Linked DNA regions of Mus musculus: region 1 is linked to region 2. A link is a contact called in public promoter capture Hi-C data. All regions are on one chromosome and are shown on one strand. The core of a region is the stretch at or near the end of the contact, and the rest is flanking DNA. Distances in the headings are between cores, read along the strand shown. Region 1 holds the start of Gja4 (gap junction protein, alpha 4). Region 2 holds the start of Zmym4 (zinc finger, MYM-type 4).

Evidence for each region. Capture Hi-C pulls out chosen DNA fragments and counts their contacts.
Region 1: a promoter capture Hi-C map of adipose tissue shows a contact between it and region 2. The contact joins the promoter of Gja4 here to the promoter of Zmym4 in region 2. A contact is called at or near these places in 1 of 39 promoter capture datasets (hippocampal neurons), 1 of 484 Hi-C or Micro-C datasets (embryonic stem cells), 1 of 115 datasets of contacts at active chromatin or transcription factors (pancreatic cancer cells) and 1 of 9 other capture datasets (adipose tissue).

The regions. Positions count from the first base shown.
Region 1 is chr4:127,312,321-127,315,908 of GRCm38.p6, forward strand. It overlaps Gja4 (gap junction protein, alpha 4), which reads right to left and starts at 1,719. Exons shown (of 2, transcript NM_008120.3): 1 at 1,600-1,719; 2 at 1-665. The coding sequence starts at 648.
Region 2 is chr4:126,966,856-126,970,031 of GRCm38.p6, forward strand. It overlaps Zmym4 (zinc finger, MYM-type 4), which reads right to left and starts at 1,372. Exons shown (of 30, transcript NM_001114399.2): 1 at 961-1,372. The coding sequence starts at 999.

The sequences.
Region 1 (3,588 bases), core at 469-2,968, 350 kb after region 2:
TACCACCAGCATGAAGATGATGAAGATAGTCTTCTCAGTGGGTCGAGAGACATAGCAGTCCACGATGTGGGGGCAGGGCGCACGCTGGCACACAAACACCGGCTCCATGGTCCAGCCATAGAGGCGCCACTGGCCATAGAGGAAGCCTGCCTCCAGCACACTCTTACACAGCACGCTGACCACATAGGTACCCATGAGCGCCCCACGAATCCGAAGACGACCGTCCTCTGCCACCGAGATCTTGGCCATCTGATGTTCGATGGCAGCCAGTGCCCGCTCTACATGTAGGTCCTTGGATGGCAGCGCCCGGAGCTCTCCCTCTTTCTGCCGCAACCGCTCTTCCCGCCGAGACAGGTAGATGACGTGGCCCAGGTAGATCAGGGTGGGTGTGCTGACGAAGAGGAACTGCAGCACCCAGTATCGGATGTGGGAGATGGGGAAGGCCTGGTCATAGCAGACGTTGGTGCAGCCCGGCTGGGCTGTGTTACACTCAAAATCAGACTGCTCGTCGCCCCACACCGACTCGCCAGCCAGCCCCAGGATGAGGATGCGGAAGATGAAGAGCACCGTTAACCAGATCTTGCCCACCACGGTCGAGTGTTCCTGGACCTGGTCTAGCAACTTCTCCAGGAAGCCCCAGTCGCCCATGTTTCCAGGGCCTCTCTCTGCAGGGAGACAAGGGTCAGAGGGCCATCAGCAGGGCAGCACAAAGCCTTTCTCAGCTCCCCCACTAGACATATGTCCATGGGATGTAAGCCCTTGGGAGGTCCGCCTGTGCTAGGGTCCCAATCTAACCACACATTGTGCTTTCTTTCACAGGCCAGTGCCCCAGGGTGACCACAACCCGAAGACATGTGGATTGAATAGAGGTTCCTATGGAAACAGAACAGTTGAGGAACTTATCCAAGGTCACACACAGTTGTGCCATGCCCTTCCTCCCTTTTGTTCAAGGCTGGCAACCCCCAAGAGAGCAGGGGTGGGGAGAGATGGTTATTAGGGGTCCCGTTCCCATCTTCCATGCCTCATTAAAAATGTTGAGGGCCTCATTTGAATCTTTGCACTTGCCGGTGGGGCTGGGAGTGAGGGAAGATGGGGTGAGGGACTCAGAAGCCCAGGGCATTTGGTCCACCTGTCTACCAAAAGGACCACCTGCGATTTTAGTGAATACACCTGAGCCTGTCCTAGCTCACTTCCCTCCAAAGCTGTTGCAGCCATTCTAGATAGAGCCTTGCAAGGAATGGCCATAGCTGGGTGAAGGTTCCAACGTTCCCAGAACATCTCATGGTGTGTGTGAAAACGTGGTGATGTGTGGTGTGGGTGCTGTTCCAGAAGTAAAGCAGGTACTACCAGACCTACATTCAAATACTGCTTTCTTCTCACCACCTGGGGATTTGGATTAGTAATCTTCCCGGCGCCCTCGGTCTCTCCTTAAGGGTTCATTGAAAAAAAAAGGGAAGGGAGCTAAACACAAGAGGCTGGTTAAAGGCAGGCTAGGTGAGTGCCGCTGGTGGCTTCAGTCGCGTCTGGCGCCCCGGGGGGCAAGCAAGCCTCAGCCCTCCCGCAGTGGAGTGAACCGTTTCCCCTGCCCCCCGAACTCACCGCCTGCTTGCCCGGCTGGCCCAGGTAGAGGGGACGACCGTGGCCGAAGCTGCGCCTGCGGGAATCCTGCAGGACCGCGCCTCCCGCAGGACGCCTTAAATAGCGCGCAGCTGCGGGTTTAGGGCAGGAAACGCCAGCCAGAGGGCTCTGGGGAGCAGGGAGGCGGGGCCTGGGAGGGACAGACTCCCAGGACCCGCCCAGATTGTGCTTCTTTGGTTGCGAGAGATGGAAGCTGTCTTGTTTCTCTGCTCTGACGCCCTCCGGTATCCCAGACTGCACTCCCCCCCCAGGTCCAGTGCCCTCCCTAGGTCCGCAGCAGGATGTGAAGGCGATTTTTTTTTTAAGCGAGAGGAGCTGGCAGATCTGGCACCTGGTCCGGAGGCTGTAAGGAGTGGGTGGGGTAAGAAGGGAGACTCATCCGTGTGCCCAGCTTCTGAGGCCACTGGACCCACATTGGAGAGGGGTGAGAATTCTCCCTTTCTAGAATCTGGTTGATCTAGGGGTCTCTACTTCACCAATCCTGGGCAGGCTATACCATCAAAAGTCACTTAGGAACGCTCTAGGGTCCTTTGATCTGAGAGTGGAAGTGGAGGGAAGCTCCTGTCCTTTAGCTGGGTTCCAGTCGATGCCTCTAAAAGAGAGGAAAGATCTTCCTGGGGAATTTGGAAGCAGGCAGAGCCCTGCTTCACTGTGAACGAAGAGTGTGGGATTAAGAATCCGCCTGCAGCTGGGAAAGCCACAATAAGCCTGCCAGGCCTGGTTTCCTACCCTCCTTACTAGATGCAGAAATTGAGCAGGGTAAGCCCCGTGGGTAACAGTAAAAGTGTAAAGGTGGGATCCAGGGCATCACGGGGTGTGGTTAGGGGTTGAGAAAGCCAGGCGGTGCAGAACAGCATCACTACCTTGGAGCCACCAGGTTTGGTTTCTTGTGCTAACGCCCAGAAGAGGCTGGGGGACCCAACCATGAGGCTTGTCAGAGCAACGAGGGTCAATCTTACCCTCCTCTGCCCTGACCCTACCGAATAGTGATGGAAGGATACCTGCTTCGGAGGGCCTGCCAAAGCCCCCAGTGTGCTGTATTGGTTCTAAAGGTTTGAGCGAGGACCTGAAGTCACTGAGATGTAAACCCTGAGCTTGGGAGGCTGAAGGAGGCAGAGCAAGAGTTTCAGGCCAACCTGGGATACATGGTGGGAACCTGTCTAAGCAAACAACCAACTCCACAAAACACAAATACACAGGCATGGTGGTACAGGCAGCCTGTAATCCTAGTTCTGTGGAAAGATGAGGCTGAGGAATTAAAATGTCAATGGTATGGGGCTGGGGTGTAAATATTGGTTGAGTGCTTGTTCAGTACTCACAGAGCCTTAGGTTCTAGCTAGCCCTGGTGGCACATAAACCAGGTGGCACATGCCTGGAACCTCACAGGAGGGGGGGGGAGGAGGAGGAGGAAGAGGCAAGAAGGTCAGAAGTTCAAGGCTGTCTTCTCCTTTGTGAGTTTGAGGTCAGCCTGTGGTACATGAGACATTGTCAGGGAGAGGAGAGGCAGGGGAAGAAGAGAAGGAGGAGGGAGGGAAGGAGGGAGGAAGGGAGGAGGGAGAGAGAGAGAGAGAGAGAAAGAGAGCGAGAGAGAGAGAGAGAGAGAGAGAGAGTTCAAGGACAGTCAGCAATTTAGCAAGACTCTTGCCTCAAAATGTTGAAAGAAAGAAATTTGGCGGTGTAGTTGAGCAGTTGAGCCCATGCCAGGCTTGTGCAGGCACAAGGTTTCTGTCTTTGTTGTCCCAAGTATGACCAACCTACCTACCATCCAACCAAGACCATCACAAGGCCTGACAGAAAGGATCTGCACTGTTCCAGGAGAGGGCAGAAAAGCCAAGGGAGGTTGGGGCCTAGGATTGGCAGGGTCTAGGGCAGCTGAGGGTGAGGAAGTGGCTGGGGCCTCCTGGGCCGGGGCAGTCCATGGGTAGGCTCAGACTGCAGACCAGCATGGTT
Region 2 (3,176 bases), core at 122-2,621:
ATGTTTTAAGCAGCTTGGTTTAACAACTAACTCATCATTTGGAGACCATTTCCAAAAGGAAAACTCCTGATAGGAAACTTAACAAACTTGATGCTTAACATGCTGGGTGAGGGGAAGTTTAAAAAAAAAGCCTTGAAAAACATTACTCAGTGGATAGTATTGTTCTCCATCTGAAGAAAATGAATCACAACTAAATTAAAAATAAAAAAAGTTTCAAGACAAACTTTTAAACGGCTTACAACTCCTGTGTAGACAAGGCTTTACCTAGGGCAGGCAAGGCTGGCTGGGTACATCCTAAGGACAAAACTTGTCACTCTTCCACGTTACTAACTGCAGGTAAAGAATGCTAGACTATAACACATCCGTGGCTATCAGAACACATTCCCCCAACTTCAAGACGACAACCCCACTTCTTCTAAGGTGAAGAGAGCACCATGTCCACTTTGGGGCTTGATAACGGTCAAGGGGGAGGGGAGTGGAGGCAGGAAGATGAATTGGCTCCGGGGTTCCCGCAGCACCCTCCCGGTTACTCCTCAGGAAACGACCAATCCTCCACGACTTCTTCCCGCCACCTCTACCCCCACCTGACCTCTCCCCAGAGAAACTTCCATAGACTCCCTTTTCCTCGAGGATGCAGAAGCGGAGTCTGACACCTTGCGTCTCCCAGGCTCCCCCCCCCCCCGAATACGCACCACCACCCACACGCCGGCAAAGGGAGGGGAGCCAAGCGGACCACGGCCCCCGCCCCTCCCCCTCCCCGCCGGCCACCGAGCTTTGTCCCACCTGCCGAGGGGACCCCGGTGCCGCCTCGGGCCGCCCCTCCCTCCGGCCGTCGACCACCGCGCCACCCGTGAGCTCCGGGCTGCTCGGGGCCGGCCGCGCCCCGCCCCCCGCCCGCCCGCCCGCCCGCCTGCCCGCAGCCCGCAGCCCGCAGACGGCCCGCGGCCTCACCTCACCTACCCTCTTTCGGGGGCCGGTCTCCACCTCCCGCTCCGCCATGTTGGGCCCCGCTCGGAACCGCGGCGGCTCCCGGCGCGGCGGCCGCGGCCCCTCTCGGCCCCCGCCCACACTGCAGACACCGGCGCTTCACCCGCTGCGGTTCGGTCCCCCTCGGCCCCCGCCGGGCCTGGCGCGGGAGTGACGAGGGGGGCGGAGGCCCGCGCGCTTAGCCGCAGCTCCTGGGGTCCCACGGGCGGGCGCGTGGGCGCAAGGGCCTGCCGGGGCAGGGGGGCCGGGACTCGGGGGGTTAATGGCCTCCAAGGGGCCCCGTGAGGAGGATTATTTTCTCTCAGAGAAATTCCTCCGCCAGTGGTTTTCTTAAAGGGATCTCCAAACCAGCCCCTTGCGCGCGCCCCTGATGCGCAGGCGCGCCACAAGCCCCTCCTCCCTTTCCCACCAAGCCCCCGGTCCTGAGCGTGCGCGGTGAGTGGCCCAGGCTAGGCCTAATCCTGTTAGTCTCTTTGCTGCCAGCAGCTGCTCCCACCACTCAACTATGGCCGCTCCCTTAAAGGGACCATGACGAAGGGATGATGTCAGAATGAAAGATCTTAATGGAAGGACTATCTGGTGAAATGTCAGTGAGGGGTTCACATCACCACCCTACACCTGACTACAGAGATATTGCCAAAAGGAGAGAACCCTGATGAGCCAAAGTTCTCAGTGACCCTATGAACATGAAGAATCCCAACCAAGAAGAAAACAAGACTGTTATCTGAAGGAGAAACCAACAGCTTGTCAAGTAAAGGGCGTCGACTCTCAAGGAACAACTTCCAACCTTAAAACCAGATCCACTGGTAGTGTTGAAGGCAGAACCAATAACTGAAGACAATTTCCTCAATACCTGCTTGCCATTAGAATACTAAAATGAAAAAGGATCTTAGAAACCATCTACTCCATTGCTTTCAAAGTTAACATTGCCAGTATGGTCATTTGAAATAAATTAATTTACCTCAAGATATCGAGTGGCTGGTGAGGAGCTAGAACACAGTCTGGAATTGCATTCCTCCAGGATTCTGAACACACAAAACTGTCGTCAAGGCAAAAGAACATAAAATGTCAAGAGTCTTGATAGTTCAAGAACATGGCTGCTCTCCTGAGAAGTTTCATGGTGATGACCTGCAACTGCTGTGTGCCATCATTTGCCTCCACTGAAGGAATTTGAGGGTCTGACTTAAAGAATAGGAGCTTGAACTGTCAAGGCAGGAAATCCAAGGGTAGGCACTATCTTCCCTGAAGCACAACGAAGCCAAAGATAATGAGAGCTGAAGTCCCCTCTTGGATTCTTAATGAAGACATAGGCACAACAGACAGACATATAGTAAAAAATACAAGGAAATTAGTTTAGGTTGGTTGGAGTTGGGTTGGTTGGAGTTGGATTGGTTGGAGTTGGGTTGGTTGGAGCTAGGTTGCTATGTAACCCAGAGTGGCCTGAAACTGCTGGTCTTCCTGCCTTGACCAAGTGCTTGGACTGCTGGTATACTAGGAAATCCCCAAAGAACTAATTAAAAAAAATGTTTAAGTCTCTGAAGAGTTGTTATTCTCCATGGCAATACAAGGGGACCCAGAGCTCCTCTGCTCACAGGGTGAAAGTTGCTCTACAGCTGTACTTCTGTGTGTAAGTCAGTAGCTCTTTGAACCCAGGAACATTGGCTGAACACTGAAATGGCTGAAAGTTTCCATGCTGGTCCTTGATTCTCCCTTGGGCCTGTTATCTTTTGTTTCACTTATGGGTAGAACAAAAAGAAACATGTTCACTTCTGCCAGATAATGTTTTTTTTTTCATATCCTAGACTCTTTCCTTACATGTCCAAAGCAAAAAACAAATAGAAAGGTTAAGAAAATATGTTTTCAGGGATTGTAGTTAAATATAAGACTGGATGGTTTCCACCTTTTTATGGGCTGTAGACTACTCCCTTCTAATAAAATCCAACAGCTTAAAAGTGGAACTTCTGAAGGGAACAGTTGAAAATAGATACCAGCCTGGTCTGCATAGATTGTCTAAAGTAAGAAAAGGGGAAAAAAATCAGGGGCTGGAGAGACGGCTCAGCGGCTAAGAGCACTTACTGCGCTTCCAGAGGCCCTGAATTCGATTCCCAGCAACCACATGGTGGCTCATAACCATCTGTAATGGGATCTGATGCCCTCTTCTAGTGTCTGAAGACAGCTACAGTGTACTT